2 separate regions of the Gossypium hirsutum genome follow, and region 1 is linked to region 2. Evidence: chromatin contacts called from public Hi-C data. All regions are on one chromosome and are shown on one strand. The core of a region is the stretch at or near the end of the contact, and the rest is flanking DNA. Distances in the headings are between cores, read along the strand shown.

Region 1 (3,489 bases), core at 441-2,940, 230 kb before region 2:
AGTAGCCGACACATATCCAAGCGAAGGTACAAGAATATGACCCTCCAAGAACCCTTCAATACATAGAAAAACTTTAAAAAATTGAACATAACAGTGTTATAAACATACATCAGACCCTCACCCTAGTCCAAGGAACATAATCGTGATATACTTCTTTTCCTATGACAAGATATACAAAAGGCATCGACAGGTTTATTTAGCATTATTTTCAATAGCTTTTGTTAGTATTTAACTAAAGAATTCTCCCTTCTACATAATTGACTGATAGAAACAAAAACTCTAAAGCATGCTAGCACTACTTATTGTGAATTATTTGTTTACAAAATTCATAAAAAGCACAACACAAACAGGTTACTATCTCACACAAAAAACACCAACTTGAACCCCAACTAACATAAATACGTCCAAGTTATCCCAAAGACAATCAAATCGAACAACTCTTTTGGGGTTATACCTCTGCCGATGAGCCTTTGGAAGCTCAGCGATTTCCCTTCTTCTTTCTCTAGCTGCATGCCTCTTGATTTCTTCGACGCTTTTTCCAGCTAAAAACTAAACCTCAAATTTAAAAATCACACAAATTGAAACAGAATATCAATTTCAAAAATAAAAAATTAAAAGATTTCCCAAACAACCGGGGAAAATAGAATGAAGAAAAAATCATGCTTTTTTAACTGTAGAGAGTGTAAAGCAGGTATAAAGAATAGAAATTTCTTGTTGTATACTAAAAATCTAAATCACCCATCAAAGAAGATGACAATATCTAACGATTCGATGGGAATTTGAGACATGGGATGAAAGACAAGGGACGCAAAAGGATGGAGCAAAGAAAGGGGTAGGAAGGTTACCCTGCGGTGAGGCCATCTGTCGAGACCATTTTCACGGCAGATTTTCTTGAGATTAGAGGTGCAAATGCCTGAGGGATGAAGATTGAATATAGAAATCATAAATTAAAAAACACCAAAGTAACTGAATTGTCCAATAAAATGCTTAGAAATAAAATACCAAGAGTGGAAGCGGCGTCGTCAAGGGGAAGAGAGAAGAAGTCAGCAATGTCATCAAAAGAGAGAGATTGAGCAGATGCTGCGGAGTTGGAGTTATGGTGATGTTTTAAGCTCATTTTTCCTTTCTATTTCCACTGCTCTCGCCCTCCCTTTGGCTTTCAATGTTGTCATCTTCTTTGACAAAATGGAGAAAAGAAAAAAGTGTGAGAAGAAAAGAAACGTACGAGAATAAAAGAAGCAGAAATCGATGGAAGGGAAAAAATTACCTTACGAAACGTCGGAGAGGATGAGGGCAGAAAACAGAAAAGATGGTAACGAATTGGGGGAATCCCTAATCCACGCTTAAACATCAGAATGGCTATTACAGCCAACATCAGTAATAAATGCAAAACGGAATCGGGGTGTAATAGCATTACACCCAACCAAACATCCGTTTGGTAGTGGGCTCGGAGAATTGGAGAATGCATACCGATTCCCCCCAACCAAATATACCGTAAGTTGAATGTCCCAGCAGACTCTATTGATTTCCATGGCCAAGCTATGATTTTACCTCCCTTTCACCCCGTGTTTACTGTCCTGACAGACTACCTCATGTTTATTGTGCCGGTGGACTACACAAGGATGCCATAGCGTCTTTCAGCTATGGTATTAGCCCTAATTATCATTTTGGCATGCTTTCATATGATTCCATAACGTCTTTCATCAATGGTCTTACTCTTGTTTATCATTGAGCCAACACATGATGTCATACAAATTTTTAGGTATGGTCTTACTCATTTTAGGTGTATAGCCTTCGATCGGATCCATGACCTGGCCATGATATTTTTATTTACTTTTTCCATTGCATTCCATCCATTCCTCCATTTCATCATCCCTAACATTTATGCTCGAACACCATAATATCCCTTCAACATGGCCCGGAGCTTCGCACATCATGGTTTGCACTCAACAATATTGTATGGCGGTATCTAACAGAAACACCCTTACTCCCAATCCTAATTCTGTCTAACCTATTCATGATTTTCCCATAGTGCCCCACTGTTATCATCATGCAATGCACACAATTTACTTACATACTAACATAGAGTATGATATCACTTTAAGCTTGTAACATATATTTAACTAATTTGGTATATACCCATACATTAATAAAATTTCATAAAGGCTTATCACTCACAACACTTATCACTAAGAATGGAGTACAGATACTCTACAACAGCCCGTTTTCAGTGAAATCAGAACAGTAGTTTTGGGACCACAAATTTGATATTAAAATAATTATTTTATTATTATTTTATTTTCTACAGCATGATAGTCGTACCGTATAAAAATTTTATTAAGAAATTTTACCGCTTACATGCTTAATTTGATAAAAAGGACTAAATCGCGTAAAGTGCAAAAGTTCAGTTTTAGTAGCTAAAAGTATTAAATGACTATAGAACTTTAAATTTTGAGTCCTTATATGGTAATTAGACCATAAATGGTGTTATTGGATGAATATGGTTTGGCGTTATGGAAATTTTGATTAATTCTTAAGGTTATTTTGGTAATTATTAAATAACGTTATAATTAAATAAAACAAAAGACAAAGCTATCATCTTTTCTTCTTGATCTTCAACTGAATCTTAGGGTTTGGGAAGCCATTATTGAGCTTTTAATTTTGGCAACTTCTCATTGCTTGATTGTAAGTGATTTTTGTCCCGTTTTTAATGATTTCTATGTTTTTGGGATCATTGTAGCTTAATCTAGCTAGCCTGACGACTAATTTGTAAAAATGCTAAAGGATTAGAGTTTTCCATGAATGAATATATTTTTTTTTATGTTTGATGGAATAAAATGGATAGTTGTTTTTATATAAACAACTTTTGTTAAGAAGTTTTTTTATGAAATTGTCAAATAGGGATTAAATTGAAAAACAAAAAATTTTACATGGAAAAATTGTGACATAAATGAAATATAGGGCTTTCTAGGGACCTCAAACGTTTAAGAATGGGTCTCACAATCTTCAGGATAAAGGCAACAAACTCAAGGTGAAGGTAATCGATCATGATTTTGTTGCTGAAGCTATAACAACATTCATTGACAGGATCAGTTTAGAAGGCTTGATTGCGGAGGAAAATAACTTTCAAGGGGTACCTCCGGGTTCTAATGAAACGACTACCTTAGGTGTTTAAGGTGGGTCTACTAATGTTTGTCATTCTCTTTATGATTTTTCAGATGTTACCACATATATTTGTATGGAACTGTCAAGGGTGTGCATCACCTAAGTTTGTTAGGGTGGTTAGAGATTACTATGTTGAATTTTATATTGATGTAGAGGCATTTCTTGAAACTCGAGTCAATTGTTTGAAGGCTGATAGAATCATTTCTAAAATTGGTTTGGATTGTTCTCACAGAATTGAAGCTAAAGGTTATGCTGGGGGTTTATGCATTTGTTGGATAAATACTTTTCAGATCCAAATTATGCTTAATGATCCACAATTTACTC
Region 2 (3,875 bases), core at 191-2,690:
TTGGTCACCCAAGTATTAATTTTTTTATTTAGTCACTCAATCTTTTGAAATGAAATATTTTGTCACTTTCTCGTTAGTTGCTATTAGCTATGGGACAAAAAGCTTATGTTGACCTTTTTATTGGCCTAATAACAAATTTTGCCTTCTAATGATTACACATTCTATCAAGTTGATCCTAAATCTAAAAGTTCAACAACTTCTATCAGTAAACAATTGGTCCTTCTCTCACTCTTGGCAAGACACTTATCAACCCTCTCGTCAACCACCATACACGACGCATCACCATATTCAACTCACCTTTATTAGCCTCTAGCACCATTGACACTCTTCTCTATTTACTCTTTGACTTCCTCTACTTCTTTCTCTCTTCTTTTCTTTCTTTTTTTTTTCAAAACCTTTGGTTGTTGTCCAATGTTGTACCACAACCACCAATCCTTGCTACTTCTCCAATAGTTGCACTGCTATTTAAGTTGTCTTTTTTATCCACTATTGTTTCGGCCTCCTTTTGCTCATTTGGTCAACAATTAACTTTTTTCTATTGAGATCACTAAGAGTTGAACGCGAACCACTTGAACCAAACTAAGCCAAGCCAAGCCAATATGAGTTCTTTTTTTTTCGATTCACTTTTTTTCTTAAATCTTTTGATTCGTTTCTTCTTTTGCATATGGTGCTAAATTTTCCTCTCTAAAGTAAAGATATTAATAGTTGCTGGTTTATTGGTTGTTTTTATGACTATCAAGTATTAAGGGTGTTGTGTATGTTAGGATTTTAAAGTATTTTGGGGTTGCTTTTGGGTCAGGGTTAAAAGAGAGGTGATTGAGACTTGGTGTATGGTGGGTCTCGAGTAGGTGGTTGGTGGGAGTGGTGCATAAGAGTTGAGGGGAAAATGGTTATGGTGATAGCATCGTGCAAAGGGGTAAGATGGTGAGTTTGCGAGGTTTGTGATTGTTTAACTAGTTTTGGGCTGAAGGAAAAATGGTTTGATGATGGAAGCTTTAGTATTTGTTGGGTTTGAGAGAAGAGGAAATTAATATGGTGAGGGTGAGTTGAAGATGGTGATGTATCACGTATGGTGGTTGACAAGAGGGTTAGAGGGTGTATATTGTTGAGAGTGAGAAAGAATCCAATTGTTTCTTGATAGAATTTGTTGTAGTTTTTCATTTAGGATCAAATTGATAAAATGTGTAAACATTAGAAGGGCTAAATTTGTTATTAGACTAATAAAAAAAAAGCTCACATTAGCTTTCCAGCCCTCAACTAACAACAACTAAAAGGAGAGTAACTAAAATATTTAATTTCAAAAAGTTGAGTGACTAAATCGAAAAATTAATAGTTGGGTGACCAAAATAAAATGAAGTGCATAGTTAGGTGATTATTCTTGTACTTTACCCAAAAGATTAATGCAGGTTTGTTAAAGATGTTAACCGGCGTCGTTTAACACTAAGGTTGAATATTCTTGTTGGTCGGAGACGCAGTTTTTTATCCGAGAGAGGTTATGAAGAGAAGGAAGAAAAGAGTAAAATGCTTTGTCTTAGGCTTCGTATTCGACTAAATCGAATGTTCAATAACCTTAACTACAATGTCTCAGTTTCGTTTCACTACGTAAGTCTATCTCTTTCGATCTCTTAACATAGTGAAATTCTTTTCTGTTCATTTTCACTCATAATTCTCTTCACTTTTTTTTTCTTCATTATTTTTTCATGGCTTATCATTTCTCTTTTGGTTCTTCATTGTACCCAAAGCTTCCATCTTTAAAACCCAAACTTCAAAACCCATTTTTCTTCAGCTCTTACCCTTCAATTTCTTGTCAAATTTATAGCTCTAAGAGCAATAGTTCCGATGATGATGATAAAGCCAAGAAAACCCATTTCAATTTTGTTGCTTTACCCATTACTCTTACTATAATCTCTACTTCATTTCCACAACAAAGTTCTCTTGCTGCAGTTAAAGTATCTGATAGGAAAAAAACTCAGAAAAAAACCCAAGAAGCTTTGACCCCTGAGCAGATAAAACAATGGTCGAAAAATCTCCCTATTGTAACCAACCGGATTCCATATACTGAAATTCTCAGTTTGAAACATGAGGGAAAGCTTAAACATTTAATTAAGCCGCCTAGTGCTAGTTTGAAGCAAAGGGCAGAGCCAGTTTTAGTAGTTTTAGAAGATTCTAGGGTGTTAAGAACTGTTTTGCCTTCAATAGATAGTGATAGGAAGTTTTGGGATTCATGGGATGAGTTAAAGATTGAATCTTTCTGTGTTAATGCATATACACCTCCAATTAAGAGGCCTGAGGTGCCTTCTCCTTATTTGGGATTTTTATGGAGGGTGCCTGCATTTATGTTGTCGTGGTTTAAGCCGAAGAAGGAGTCCAAAAGGGCGCTGGAAATTAGGAGACAAAGAGAGGAGTTTAAGAGGCAAAAAAAGGAGGAGTTGGCGAGAATGAGGGAAGAGAGAGAGATGATTGAAAAGATGATGAAGGCGCAGAAGAAGGAGGATGAGAGGAGAAAGAAGCGAGAGATTAGGAAGAGGAAGTATGAGGAGTCATTGCGTGATGCTAGAAGGAATTATCAAAGTATGGCAAATATGTGGGCCAGTTTAGCTCAGGATTCAAATGTTGCAACTGCGCTTGGATTGGTGTTCTTTGTGATATTTTATAGGACAGTGGTGCTTAGTTACAGAAAGCAGAAGAAGGATTACGAGGATAGGTTGAAGATTGAGAAGGCAGAGGCAGAAGAGAGAAAAAAGATGAGGGAGTTGGAGAGGGAAATGGAAGGAATTGAGGGGGAGGATGATGAGGCTGAGCAAGGGGGAGGTGAGCAGAATCCTTATTTGAAAATGGCTATGCAATTCATGAAGTCAGGAGCACGTGTGCGGAGGGCACAAAATAAGAGACTGCCACAGTATTTGGAGAGAGGAGTGGATGTCAAGTTCTCAGACGTTGCAGGTCTTGGCAAAATCCGGCTTGAGCTTGAGGAAATAGTTAAGTTTTTCACACATGGGGAGATGTACCGAAGAAGAGGAGTAAGAATACCAGGTCAAAAATTCTAAACCTGAATAAATTTATTTTAAAATTCGATATTCTGCAATGAAGTTATACTCGAAACCTACATGCAAGCAAGTTGTTATGTCTTGTTTACCTTAGTCTTTGGCATGACAACTGACAAGTTAACAACCTGGATACAAGAGCTTATAATTGGATGAATCAGCTTTTTCCTTTTTCTTTTTTACTTTGAGATCACTACCCAAACTCTAAATTTGTAAGAACGTAACACTTAAAGTGGCTAAACGAAAATTGCAGTAAATCCATGGATCATGTGTAGTAAACTTAACTCTAAATAAATATGATAACGCAAAGTTCAAAGAATTATAGCATTTTATCATATGATATAATGATATGTTTATTCAGTTCTATAAGGCAACTATTAAGTGGTTATTGATCCGGATTGCTGAATATCTGATGAGCCTTTCTGTTTCATTATACTTACGACATTCGTGTTTGCAAGAGGTATTTGTGCCTTTCTTTTTTCCTTTTTCAGTCACTGAGCGGAACTCTCATCCTTGATCCCTTTATGACACTGATAGATAGTTGTTTTCCACAAATTTTGGCTGGTCTTCTCATTTTAAACTGAAGTTGGTCAACATTCAAAAGTGATGTGACATTTTCCTGATTTATGTTTCTTATCTGATCTTAGATGATAAATTTGGTCTATTTGTTATCTTGATATACATACATATGTATTCTCAAAAGGGAAATCCAGAAACTACTTATAACTGTTTTTTTTTTTTCGGTAACACATCATTGTAAGCTGATCCTCCGTTTTAAGATAATACAGATCCATAAAATATTTCTATTGCCTTCCTATTTCTGGTTTCATT

Evidence for each region. Hi-C and Micro-C count contacts between places; a contact is called where the count stands out from the background.
Region 1: a contact with region 2 is called in a Hi-C map of hypocotyl, with 3 times the contacts expected there. The contact joins the promoter of LOC107949514 here to the promoter of LOC107950617 in region 2. A contact is called at or near these places in 5 of 34 Hi-C or Micro-C datasets (callus, hypocotyl and leaf).

Annotation. Positions count from the first base shown.
Region 1 is chrD03:12,614,618-12,618,106 of Gossypium_hirsutum_v2.1, reverse strand. LOC107949514 (cellular nucleic acid-binding protein) reads right to left here and starts at 1,690. Exons shown (of 5, transcript XM_016884177.2): 1 at 1,268-1,690; 2 at 1,003-1,172; 3 at 846-913; 4 at 455-549. The coding sequence starts at 1,117.
Region 2 is chrD03:12,380,295-12,384,169 of Gossypium_hirsutum_v2.1, reverse strand. LOC107950617 (probable inactive ATP-dependent zinc metalloprotease FTSHI 2, chloroplastic) reads left to right here and starts at 1,440. Exons shown (of 11, transcript XM_016885497.2): 1 at 1,440-3,033. The coding sequence starts at 1,701.